Regions from separate parts of the Drosophila melanogaster genome. Here region 1 is linked to region 2. Evidence: chromatin contacts called from public Hi-C data. All regions are on one chromosome and are shown on one strand. Each heading gives the region's core, a stretch centred on a gene start, on an enhancer-like site or on the middle of the called end of the contact. The rest is flanking DNA. Distances are from core to core; before and after follow the strand shown.

Region 1 (6,315 bases), core at 998-3,497, 710 kb before region 2:
CATCCGTGTAATGGCTTCGACATTGTCATAAGTGGAAAATATATTCCAACAGTTTACCCTACAAACTACGTACTGAATATGAAGAATATGCCTAGTTTTCTACACGGCAAACTTTTAGGCCGGGACTTTGATCCATCCTAAAAGAGCCCCAATGATGATGTCAGAAGGGCTGTTGACTAGCCAAAAACTCAACGACCAGCTTGCTAACAAACGGGTATTTTGACAGCTTCGGTTCCGCTCTCTTCAGTCAAGTGTGTTGTCGGCGTTGGCTTATCTGTGCCGCTAGCCCGCCCCAAGCGGTTCTCCCACACACACCGCGTTCTGCTGATAAGAAGCGGTGTAAACAGAGTGCTGCATATGTGTGGTGTACAGTGAAACCTCCTGTATGTCGAACTATACTATATTTTTACAGACAGACCTCGCATTCAACCAAAATATGAACAGAGGTCGTCTTACGCAAGAACAACTGTCTTTCACCCATGTACACCCATGGTGTATCTATTTCATTTCTGGCTATTGTTTTTGCAGTCTGGATAAAGATACTGAACCCGTTAGGGGTGCCCAGCTGTAACTGTGTTCCTTGTTCTGCCTTATCGCAAACCATTTATCGGAAGGTCTCTGATATCAGTTTCGGTCTTTTTGCGGAGTTTATTATTGAAGAGTTTCGTCACTATGCAAATAGAGATACGTCCCATGGCACAGAAAAATGCGCTGACCTCATGAGCCGATAAAAATGCAGGGTCCGCCGATGAGGCGGAAAATAACAAGAACTTGTCCACTGACAGACTTTCGAGTGAACGAAAGCGAAATCTATTGAAAAGTAAACATTCACACGCAGGACGATCGCAGCATAATGTGTCAGAGGGGGCGTGGGGAAGGGCGAGAAGTGGGTGGTGTTTCGATGGGGTGGAACGTCGAACAAATGCAATGACCTGAATATGGAGCGCTGTGTGCAGAGAAATGTGAAAAGGGCGATAAAAATGAGGCAGGATGCGGGTAAGATGAAAGGCGAAAGGCGAAAAAGCAAGGAAATTGTATTCAGCTTGAATATATTAATAGGTGGACAATGTGTACTTCGACTGGGAGCAAAATAAGCATTTCAGAGCCATTCTTCCTCTTTTCCCGTATAAAAAAAAAAAACGCTATCTTTACATCCAAATTGGATGTTATAGCATATCCTATCTTACAAGTGGCATCATAAGTTCTATCGAAATGTGATAAACCTAAAATCACATTCATATTCTTTACCGTTTTTATGACAAATGGCTTGTGGGCGAAAAATACATTATGAGTAAATCTCAATTTGCATGCTGCGTGAAAGGAGTATTGGCGACAGCTATGAGCTGGAAAATTCGTTTATTCGAATCCCTCATTCACAACACTCCCCCCACTTGACCCCTGGATGGATTCACACTCACTGCAATGACGTTTGGGCGAGTGCTGAAAGGTAAACATGTGTAGCCAAAACACGCAGCACGAAGCCCTCCGAAGGCAGGCAAAGTAACGGTACAAGGCGCGGCACCTGTTTACCGAGCGCAAGGGGAATGGGAAGGGGAGAGGAGCGCAAAACCCTGGCTCTCGGGCGTGAGCATGTATGCGTGAGCTGGGAGGCTGAGAGTGTCCTTGTGACTGGCCTGGCCTGGCCCAACAACAACAGCAATGGGGTGGGTGCTTGGGCAGGGGGTGTGGGAGGGAATCGGAGTCTGCACTTGCCTGCTCTATCGCGCGCTCGCTCTCGCTCTCGCGTTCGCTCGCCCAGCTCGGCAGCGTTGTATCTGTGTGTGTGCGCGGTTGAAGTCGTTGTGTGTGTGCTGGAATTTACGTGCTTATTGAATTTTCAGAGAGTTGCGCAAAAAACAAAAAAAAGCGGACGAGTTCGACGCTTTGAACTACAATTAATTTTAATTTGATTAAAAGCGCGACGCCAGGCTGGCTTCGCTCATTTATGGGTGTTGTTTTTCGCCGAGCTGCGCCCTTTACACGGATACACAGATACACACTCCCACACACACAGGCGCGCGTAAGCCGAGAATTTTCAGTGCGAAAAATATAGAACGCGAAACCCGTCGAACGTGGCAGGTATTCCCGGAAAATCAAGTGGATCGCGCACTCTGGCAGTTAATCGAATGCTTCGCTTGAATTTGCCCGCACATGCTGTCCCCTGACTTTTCTGGCAATTTTCACTGCATTTTCCGCTGCCCAGTACGTGCATCCGTTCGCGTTGACATCGGGGAAAAAACTCAGATACGATACTCTTTGGCGCTACCACGAGATAGCAGGGCTGCCGAAACATCGATTGCTGCATTATCGATTGTGCTTCGCAACATCATCGATTTGTTTCAGGCCAAAAACGTTATTATGTTATAATATATTTATAATAATTAATTAAGTATAAATTAAAGACTTAAATTAATTTTTAAATTGTAAACGTATTTTTCACAAATGTAAATGTACGATAGTACAAATTAGTTTAAATTATAGAGCATGGAGTGACCATCACTGATCGCGTTACCAACAATTTTTTTTAAATAAATTTGAGCTTGACATATTCGCGCTCTTGATCCTTATACAGTTAAAGCAAACAATTGATCAATTAAAAAATCATCATCTCAATTCTTTCGTAGTATTATTCATACAGACAATTATTTTATTACCAATTTTTCCCTTTTTAGTTTACACCTACGCCACTCAGTGTTATAATAAAATGTTTTGCAATTCAAGCACATATTTTATTGGTAAATATATATTTTCAGCAGTATAAACAGTGTCGGCCAGTGCCGGCCATTCATGAGATTTTAAACAAAAACTACTTACAAATGGGAAATTTGATGGCAAAAAAATCATCATATAATATAGGAAATCGTTAGTGCATTCACTTTTTGGCCTTGGCCTTAGACTTTGAAGCCGTGGAAGATGTAGCCTTTTTGGATCCACCAGACGCTTTTGACGTAGTTGTCCTCTTTTTGGCTTTGATCAAACTATCCAGCTCTAGGTTGTCCTTGTCCTCGTCTTCCTCTGATGATAAGTGGCCACCAGCTCCGTCCTCTTCGCCCGGACCCTCGTCCAAGTAATCGTCATCCGCTCCAGCAGCCTCTGATTTCTTCTTTTTGATGCCTGCTTGAGCGGAATAGGAGTATGCCATAACCTCCTTGTTGTAGGATCGCGTTAAAGCGGCTTTTACTCTCCCATCCACTGCGTCCAGTGGGGATTTCTTGCCGGGCCAGGATGTAAGCTCGACCAGCGAGTCCAGATCCTCACGGAGTAGATGGTAATCCTTCATAACGTCTAAAGCAGCGGGCACACCCTCCTGCCCATCCTTTGCAAGAGGTCGCACAATATTATCCAGAAGGAAGGGGGCGTAATCCAGCCTCACTGATAGCCTTGAGCCCGAGGTGCAGACCCTAGTATGATCATGCAGCTCCTGGGCCAGCCTGGCACGTTTTCCAGACTTGGAATTCTTGCCCAGCCACCCGGGAAAGTTAATCTGTCCAGTGAAGTGGCCACACATGTGCTCGCCAGGAAGGACCGAGCTGAAAAAGGCCTGAGTGGGTAGAAGACTCCAAGCAGAATTCGCACGAATACGCTTTTCAACAAGGTCACCCAAGCTTAGGGCATCTGCCGTAGCTGCCACCTTTGCCAGGACATCCTTTCTGCAAAGAGTGAAGTTGGTGAATGGGTACGCCCTTGGCTTAGGTAAACTAGACTTACTTGTTTCCCTGTGGTAGGACCTGCAGATAGTTTTGCTGCACAAAGAGCGGGGCCAGGCTGTAGTCGTGAAAGAAAAGGTCGCTCTTGTCGGCAAAAGACATGTGTTTGTGCTCGTCCGCGGTGAAGACTTTTCGCACCACCTCCCAGGGTCCCAGCTTCAGATCCTTGGTGGCAACCTGCTGCCCTGACTTTTGGGAAGCGTCTTCCTTGGCGCTCAGCAGGGCAATGTGGTTAATGGATTGCCGAATATCGTTGTTGGTAGCCGCTATGATTTCTTCCACTTTGGCCGGTGATATCTTTACTTTTTCCTTAAAGCAGATGCTCATTATTTTCCCTTTGATTTGCTCGAGGCGAGGCCTCTGAAATCGCAGATCGTAGCAATAGTTAACCAGGGATCGAATTTTTGGATGGTTGCGATCATTACACATGCAAATAATTGGAATAGAGCTATCCTTGATCAAGGCAATCAGCTCCTGCATTCCACCACGGTCCTCGTTACCGGCCATGCCATCAACTTCGTCCATTATGAGCACATGCTTGCGGGAGACCGCTTGGCCTTGCCCTGTAAAGTAACCGGAGAGGGATTTGTTGCTCAGCAGCGTGGACACTTCATCCTTGAGCAAGCGTTTGCTGCGTGTGTCGGAGGCGTTGAACTCCACCGCATCGAAGCCAAGCTCCTTCACTACCAGAGTCGCCGTCGTGGTCTTTCCTATTCCAGGGGGTCCCGAAAGTAGGGCCGCCTTGTAGAAGCTGCCGTCGTCGTTCTTGGCCCAAGGATTGGGCCGTTGGGGCTTCTTGTTTCCATCATGGTTAACATACCACTTGGACAACCAGTTCATCAGCCTAGGAAAATTAAAATAATGTAAAACTTTAACCCTCTCCTGTTTGGCTTTCAGTTTCAAATTGTGACTGTATAATAAATATATAACTTTGAAAGTGGAAGCTACCATTTATACATTTAGGTTACTCACTTGGTCACGTTGCTGGCGGCTCCTGCCTGGCCAACGATTTCTTTTATGCTCGTAGGCTTGTGCTTGTCCACCCAGGCCATCCCGACCACATCCAGAGTCTTCAGATCGGCAGTTCTTGGCGACGGAGGGTGTTCTTTCTGGGAGCTGGGCTCTTTTTTTACTTTCAAGGTAACAGCTGGTACATCATTAAGCTTATCCTTCGTCTCCTTCGGGGAAGTGTGTTCTTCCTTGACTTTATGTTTGGCGATATCATGCTTCTCGCCATATTTCAGTTTAGTGGCTTCCTTCTCCTTTTTATCACTGGACCTTCTAGAAGTCTTGACTTCCTTTTTCCCTTTCTCCTCGGAGCTGTGCTCCTTCTTCGGGCTTTTCTTCTCTTCCTTTACCTGCTTAGCGATTCCTGATTTCTCCCTGATTAGATCGAAGAGCCCGTCCTCGCTGAGAATGGGTATATTGAGTTCCTCAGCCACAGCTAATTTCTTTGGTCCAGCCTCTTCTCCTACGACCAGATACTTGAGTTTCTTTCCAACCACGGTCATCACCTTTCCGCCATACTCCTTGATCACGGACTCCGCCTCCTCTCGTTCCATGGACTCGAGGACTCCGGTTACGACAAAGGTTAAGCCACTCAGACAATCCGGGGATCCCTTTGGAATTTCTTTGCTGCCGGGGTTCAGGCACGAACTGCGGTTTTTGTACTTCTGGTAGAGCACGGCGGAAGCACGTTTACGCTCGTGGCGTTCCTCGTCTGTTAGGACACTGGATTCTAGATCTGCCGCAGGTTTCTCCTTCTTCACACGCGGAGTGGTGGCTTTGGATTTTGTTGACTTGGGTTTTGGCGGTTCCGGGCTGCTGTTCTTTGCTCTTTTAGGCGAGGGAGAGCTCCTGGTTATCGAGTGAACCTTTTTTTCGGGGGCAGCCTCTTTGATACTCTCGTCCAGATCAACTTCCATTAAACTCCGGTCAATGTCTTCGTTCTCGAACTCGAGAACAGCTTTGGTCTTCGGCTTGGGCACAATCACCCGTTTGGTTTCTCCACCGAAAAGCTCCGTAGGATCTACGTGCCGCTTAAGCTTGGAGAGCGCTGGTTTCTGCCCGTTCCTGGCCTTCTTCGCAATCGGTTCCGGTGTGGCGGCCACCACATCATCCTCGCTGGATGCTGTCTTCGAAGCCTTGCGTTTCTTGGTCTCCGGCGGACTGACCACCTCGTCCTCGTCGCTGGAAATTATCACGGCTTTCCTGCGTTTTGGCGCCTTCGACGGCGTCTCTCCATTTTCGGCCTCGGCACTTTTCGCCTTGGCCGGCAGCCGTTTGAAAAAGGAGTCAATGCCCTGGAACAAATGATTTTGTTAAATTGATGTTTTCACCTAGTGCCTGACTGTCTCTACACAACTTACGCGTTGCATTACGGCAGGAATTAATTATTATAAAATTAATGCTGCGAGCTTCAGAATACGGAACAGTGTTACCAGACACGAAATCCCCAGTGTAACCGCGTCGGTGACGATTGAAAAAAACTAGTATAAGTATTTTAAAGAATCAAAAGCACTGAACGTTATCGATAGCTCACTAAATGTGTGTCAAGATACAAAAGGTATAAAGTCGTCTGGGCAGCAAAAAAAAATTCGCAACGGTG
Region 2 (5,795 bases), core at 1,351-3,850:
ACAACCAAAATTTGGCTGTCGGCAACAAAAAGGGGCAAGGGGTGGTTGATAAGTACGTCGCGAAGGCTGACATGCTGTTGGTCAAACGGAAAATGCAGGTAAAAATACTTTTAAAATATGAAAGAAATCATTAATTAATTTAAAGAAGGGCCAAAAAATTTTGGGAAGACCAGAGCACCTAAAAACGAAATCAAACGATTTTGCCCAAATCGAAATCAAAAAAACAAAATTACGATTACCAGAGCATGCCTTAATACAAATACAATTATTAATTATATAGTTATTATATCACTCAAATCTATTGATTATAAGCATATTATAAATTGAAAACCTGAAAAATATATAATTTTAAGATAATAGATTTATTTGTGAGGGCTTGGGCAGTTCCGTATCAGATTCATCAATCACATTATTTGTTGTTTCCCATCTTAAAGTTAAGTTACCTATGATTTTTTTGAGCATGTACTTCTAAGTCATAACAAAAGTAATCTACAATTATGGTGTGCACTTACTCTGTTCATTTGTTTGCATTTCGGGTAATAAGTGGGATGGTATGTAGTTACTGCCTTTCATAAACATTTCTACACCATTAACTCGAAACAGGAAGGTGTTTCCAACGCCGTCAGGGGCGGGATCCTCTACTAGATCAAGCGTACGAAAACCCACTCGGAGCGACTTGTGCGACTTGGTCTTAGAGCGAACCTCGGGTCCATCAGGTCCCAGCCAGGTCTTCAGAGTGAAGTGGAGCGGATACAGTTTCTGCTCGCCGTAGCCATTGGGCCACCAGGTTACGACTTTCCCCTGCGAAGTGATAACGGCACATGACAAAGATATAGACAGTGCAAAATCGTGTCGATGTAATTGGCAGGCGTTACTTACATTTGGCACGGCCTGATCGAATTCAATTACTGGCGCCAAGTGACTGATGTTTTTTATTGCGTATCTGTCTACTACTACCGGACGGTCCAATAGCTCGCTGCAACCCATAATGTCCGTAAATATGACGAGTTTTGACCGCAGCTTGTTTACTTACACAGCATATAGGACGAGTCTTCCATTGAAGTTTTGCCAGCCTCCCGCGTCCAGGAAGCAGCGAATATGCATGTTCCAGTACGAACCATTGACGCGGCTAACGTCCACATCCACCTCACGAATAACCGCCACCTCGTAGATTTCCAGCTCCACGTTTTTCCAGATTCCAGCAGAGGGAGCTGCAGGACCCCAGTCCCAGGAAAAGCTAGCCTGCATCTTCCGCAGCATGTTCATGTGGCACTCACCATGGTAGCGCTCGTTGGGGCATTCGGGAGGCACGCTCTTTTTAGCTTCTTTTAAAGCATTGGCTCTTGCCAAAGCAGCCACAACTGGAGATTGGATCTCAACTTCCAGAAAGTTTTCCGCTTGGAGCAGGGAACTCACTTCGTAAGAGTAGCGGACAAACATGTTGTCCGTGCGTCCCAGCAGTTGATGGTTCAGCCGGATTTCCGACACCGTGTCAATGCCGTGAAACGTCAGGTTGATGTGGCCGCGATTGAAGTGATGAACGTCGACTTAGTCAGTCATTATCAGAAAAGGAAAGAAGTAATACCTAAATAAATGCCTTTATATCAATTGGGGAATTAAATTAAGTGAGTTTTAAATTCCTTAAAAATGTAACAAGATGTTATTGATCAGGATCAATTTTTTCCGACGCAAAAATTTTTGATAGCACCACAAACCCGTTAAGGAAAATAGATATTTGGAAAGCTATGGTTAAAATACGTATAAAAGGATACTCTTTTTTTGGGGATTTAAATTAGACCAGAAACTTCAATAGCAGATGCCTAGTCTTTAAAACTCATATATCATAACAGTCAGGTAAACTAATATATATATATGATTGTTTTTTTTCAATCGAACTCTAAAAGCGAAGTAAAGGGAATCTTGCTAAAACTTACACTGAAAGAAATTGGAGAAGGTAAAGTTGTCGTAGGCCAAGTAACGCAGACCGACGTCGTTGTAGGAGTCCAGCACTTGGGGTGCGAAGGCACTGTATATGCCCAAGGGCAACGTTTGGTTGGCAATAGTCAGGGCTGTGGGGAAAGGAACACTTATATTAAGTAGCAAGACAGTTGCCAATGGGAAAACGCGCTCCTCCAGGGCACATTTAGTTGATGGACTTCCCTTTTCAACTTTTTCAACTTGAAATATCGTTTTAGATTATTTTGCAAAGGGCTTTTGTGCAGCTCTGAATTTATGGTACTCACAGCCATTCTGATTAGTTATCGTCCAATTGCTCAGCTCTATTACTTCCACCTTATCACATTGGCCGCTGCAAACATAAAGGCCACAAACTAATCCGACCATAACAGCGCCCGTGGTGCCATTCCTGAGTAATCCGCATCCGTACTTCATCTGGAAAGAAGTGGTCGTTTCAATTCAGAGGAGCTACTTTAAAGACGACTCCTCTGTTCGACAAAAAGCACTCTGAGCGTTCAGCAAAACGTGGAGTTCTTCCACTGACTCACGAACAACGAATGTATCGCTTTGCCCGACGATTCAGATCCGATCGTTGGAGCAGCAAGTGAGAGTACGTCTCTTTTGAAAGCAGAGAGCTAAGGAACGCATACATATCGATAATGAAAGTATTTTCAACGTAACGAACCTCTGCGCGCATCAGCTGTTACTCAGAATTTCGTGTTCAAGTGAGCCAGATCAAATATACATACGCCTTGTCGGAACTTATAAAGCGCACCTAAACACGAAATCGAGAAAAAATACTATTACCTACTAGCTATTATAGATCCTGAGATTTTGACGTTCATACGGACGGACGGATATACGAACATGGCCAGATCGACTCGGCTATTATTCCTGATCTAAAATATATATACTTTATATGGTTGGATCTGCCTGTTACATACTTTTCAACGAATCTAGTATACCCTTTAACTCTACGAGTAATATATAAATAATAAATATAAATATAATTTAATATGGTCGGAAACGCTTCTTTCTGCATGAATACAATGTATATAGGTATTATATGTATGTATGTATATGTATGTATGTATAATACATATTTTAGGGACGTAGGCGATACACCGCCCAGAACTGTCACGGCCACACTTTTGAGAAATGTTTTGATATTTTTCATATTTTTATTAGTCTTGTAAATTTTTATCTATTTGCCAAAGAATATTTTTGCAACACCCACAAACCGCTCAAAACTTCTACGCCCATACTTTTGAAAAATGTTTTGAAATTTTTCATATTTTCATTATTCTTATACACTTTTATTGATTTGCCAAAAAACTTTTTGCCACGCGCCCAAAACTGCAAAATGTTTATGTATTTAAAATTAAATTTAAATATTAATTAACTTGTGAACAAATAATATAAATATAATTTAGTCATCGAGAGACCCCTTCTTAAGAGTTTTGTTTAATTTTTGCGAAAAATATGATGGTCTTATAATCATAATGATTTTGGAAATATTAAGAAAAAAACAATGTTCGATTTTCATCAAATCAAATTTTTAATATGTATGTATATTAATGTATATATATTTTAACATGTGTTGACAGGGGTCCCTGAAAAAAAAAACAATTTCGGAAGTATGTTCTGCTTTAGGTATATTTTAAATATTGTGCAGCATTTTCAACTTAGTAAAACATGGTTTATATTAAATACTGATTAATCGTTTGAACTTTAATGTGGTCGGTTGTTAAAGTCATGCATACCGAGTCGCTTTCGATCACTAGGTGTATCGTCTTTTTTGGCTGGGTTTGAGTAAAGCCATTTGTCGAGAACTTGTGCCGCTCCTTGACATAATAAGGATGCAATAGCTCGAGGTATACAAGTAGAGCCGGATATCTGACAGTAATGCGCAAACTAAAACTATTTGCATAAGGGGATGTTGCCGCTTTGCAGTCCTGACCTTCGACCTCCAGCTGTTTGACTTACATACAAGTAAGAAAATAGCAAATATTAGGCGTTTTAAAAAGAGGGGCACACTTACTGTTAGTTCTGAATCTTTAATGCCCATAATTTTTTTAAAGGGTACGGGGTAAAAAAAGTTTCTAGTCACAGAGTTGCCGTATTCGTCCTCCAAAATGATTTCCAAAAACAGTTCTTCCTTCAAATGTTTATGTACAGCAAATATTCCAAAGGTATTTGCCGCATCTCAAGTTTATTGGAGCCCTGTAAATGAGCCCTTGGTAGATGATATTATTGCCAATATAATGTCTTGGGTGTCTCACCAGTCCAAAAGGGCGAGCAATAGTCTTCTTAGGAATCGAGCCCGTCCATAGATAGGTGTTCACCAGTACATGGTATAACCGCGAGTCTCTATGCTCGGAGAAGTCCTCTCTTGTAAGCGTGATATTGAGGTTTTTTCGTATAGGGCTATAACACTCGTTGGGGCAAGAAGTTCCTTGGTCCAGTAGTATAATAGCTTAGGGTTTCCGTAGAAGTCGATGCAGGACCAAGTTGGAGCCACCCAAACATCGTTTAACTGCCATATAAGAGCTCCCATTGTATGGTTTCCTGTGCGTAGACTACGAAACACGTCCAAAGCGGTTTTAGTTGCCATGGCTTGTGTCACTTGGCTAAAATATAAAAACATCGATATTTTCGTCCCAATTTTGGGGAACAAACGGAAGCTGATAGGCAATCAATTGGAGTATCGGTATGAATCCCTTAGGGTCGTGCTGACGGCTTCGAATAAGTCTCGCAATTTCAAGGTCGCTATTATCTGCAGAATCAGCTAGTGCCCTTTGCCACGTTGATTTCATTGGAAGGCTAGAGTAACCGAATTCCGAAACAAAGCGTTTGGATACGTTTCAGGGCTGAATCCATCTTTGTCGTCCCAAAAGTGCACTAAAATAAAAAACAAAGGTAAAATAGACGTAGACGGAGAATTTCCAGGAATAAATTTGTGAAAAGCAGACTCACCATCACCTGTAAGCTTTGCGGGTTGTTGGAGAGGTTTTTGCCAGACTCCTGAACACCTAATGAAGGCGTAGAGGCCATGGGGTCAGGGCGAGGACTAAAATCTTTACGAGAGATAACGTTTAACTCTTGAATTAATGTTTCAATAAACAAGGCTTTGTAATCACTATCCATTCTAGTGGCGTTTTCTCCAAAATCAGATTTGTTGCTTGACAGGAATAGCTCAATCTCATTGTTGGTGACTATTAGGGCTAAACTTGGATGATAAGAAAGACGCTGTGCATTCTGTACTGTCTCAACGCACACAGAAGCTACAAAGTCATTTGCTAGCGGGTATGCTGCTTGAGAAAACGCCAGGTCCTGCCACACCAATAGTCCGTAAAAGTCCGCTAAGTTGTAGAAGGTATCCGACTCATAAAGGCCGCCACCCCAAACGCGTATCATGTTCATATTGGCCTCGTTTGCGGACTTAAGCAAATGTGCGACTTAATTGGATTTCGTATAATAAGCTAATTTATTTCTGCTGCCATTAGGTATATATACTTACCCGCATCGGCATCGGCCGATAACTCCGGAAGTGTGTGGGCTGGTACATAATTCGCTCCTTTCATGAATATGGGATGGCAATTGACCCGAAAAAAAGGTTCTGCCATTGTCTAAATTCAATAAGATTAGTTTTTACATATTTTAAGACCAAAACAAAAGGTAACGTTATATCTAGGACCCTAAACTCTACAGGGGACGCTTTGGTTTACGGCAAGACCGTAGCAATTAGGAAGATAAATTAAAAACCAGATAGAGTGCTATAGTCGAGTTCCCGACTATCAGATACCCGTTCCCTCATCTATCGATAGATATTGGAGAAT

Evidence for each region. Hi-C and Micro-C count contacts between places; a contact is called where the count stands out from the background.
Region 1: a Hi-C map of the Kc167 cell line shows a contact between it and region 2, with 2.2 times the contacts expected there. The contact joins the promoter of Cdep here to the promoter of beta-Man in region 2. A contact is called at or near these places in 2 of 107 Hi-C or Micro-C datasets (the Kc167 cell line and wing imaginal disc).

The regions. Positions count from the first base shown.
Region 1 is chr3R:4,906,484-4,912,798 of dm6, reverse strand. It overlaps Cdep (Chondrocyte-derived ezrin-like domain containing protein), which reads right to left and starts at 2,247. Exons shown (of 13, transcript NM_169022.2): 1 at 1,714-2,247. Gnf1 (Germ line transcription factor 1) reads right to left here and starts at 6,177. Exons shown (of 4, transcript NM_079505.3): 1 at 6,077-6,177; 2 at 4,680-6,010; 3 at 3,709-4,551; 4 at 2,718-3,650. The coding sequence starts at 6,085. The coding sequence ends at 2,873.
Region 2 is chr3R:4,194,011-4,199,805 of dm6, reverse strand. It overlaps beta-Man (beta-Mannosidase), which reads right to left and starts at 2,600. Exons shown (of 9, transcript NM_141179.4): 1 at 2,244-2,600; 2 at 1,935-2,069; 3 at 1,034-1,547; 4 at 880-976; 5 at 513-801. The coding sequence starts at 2,391. It also overlaps the pseudogene CR33294.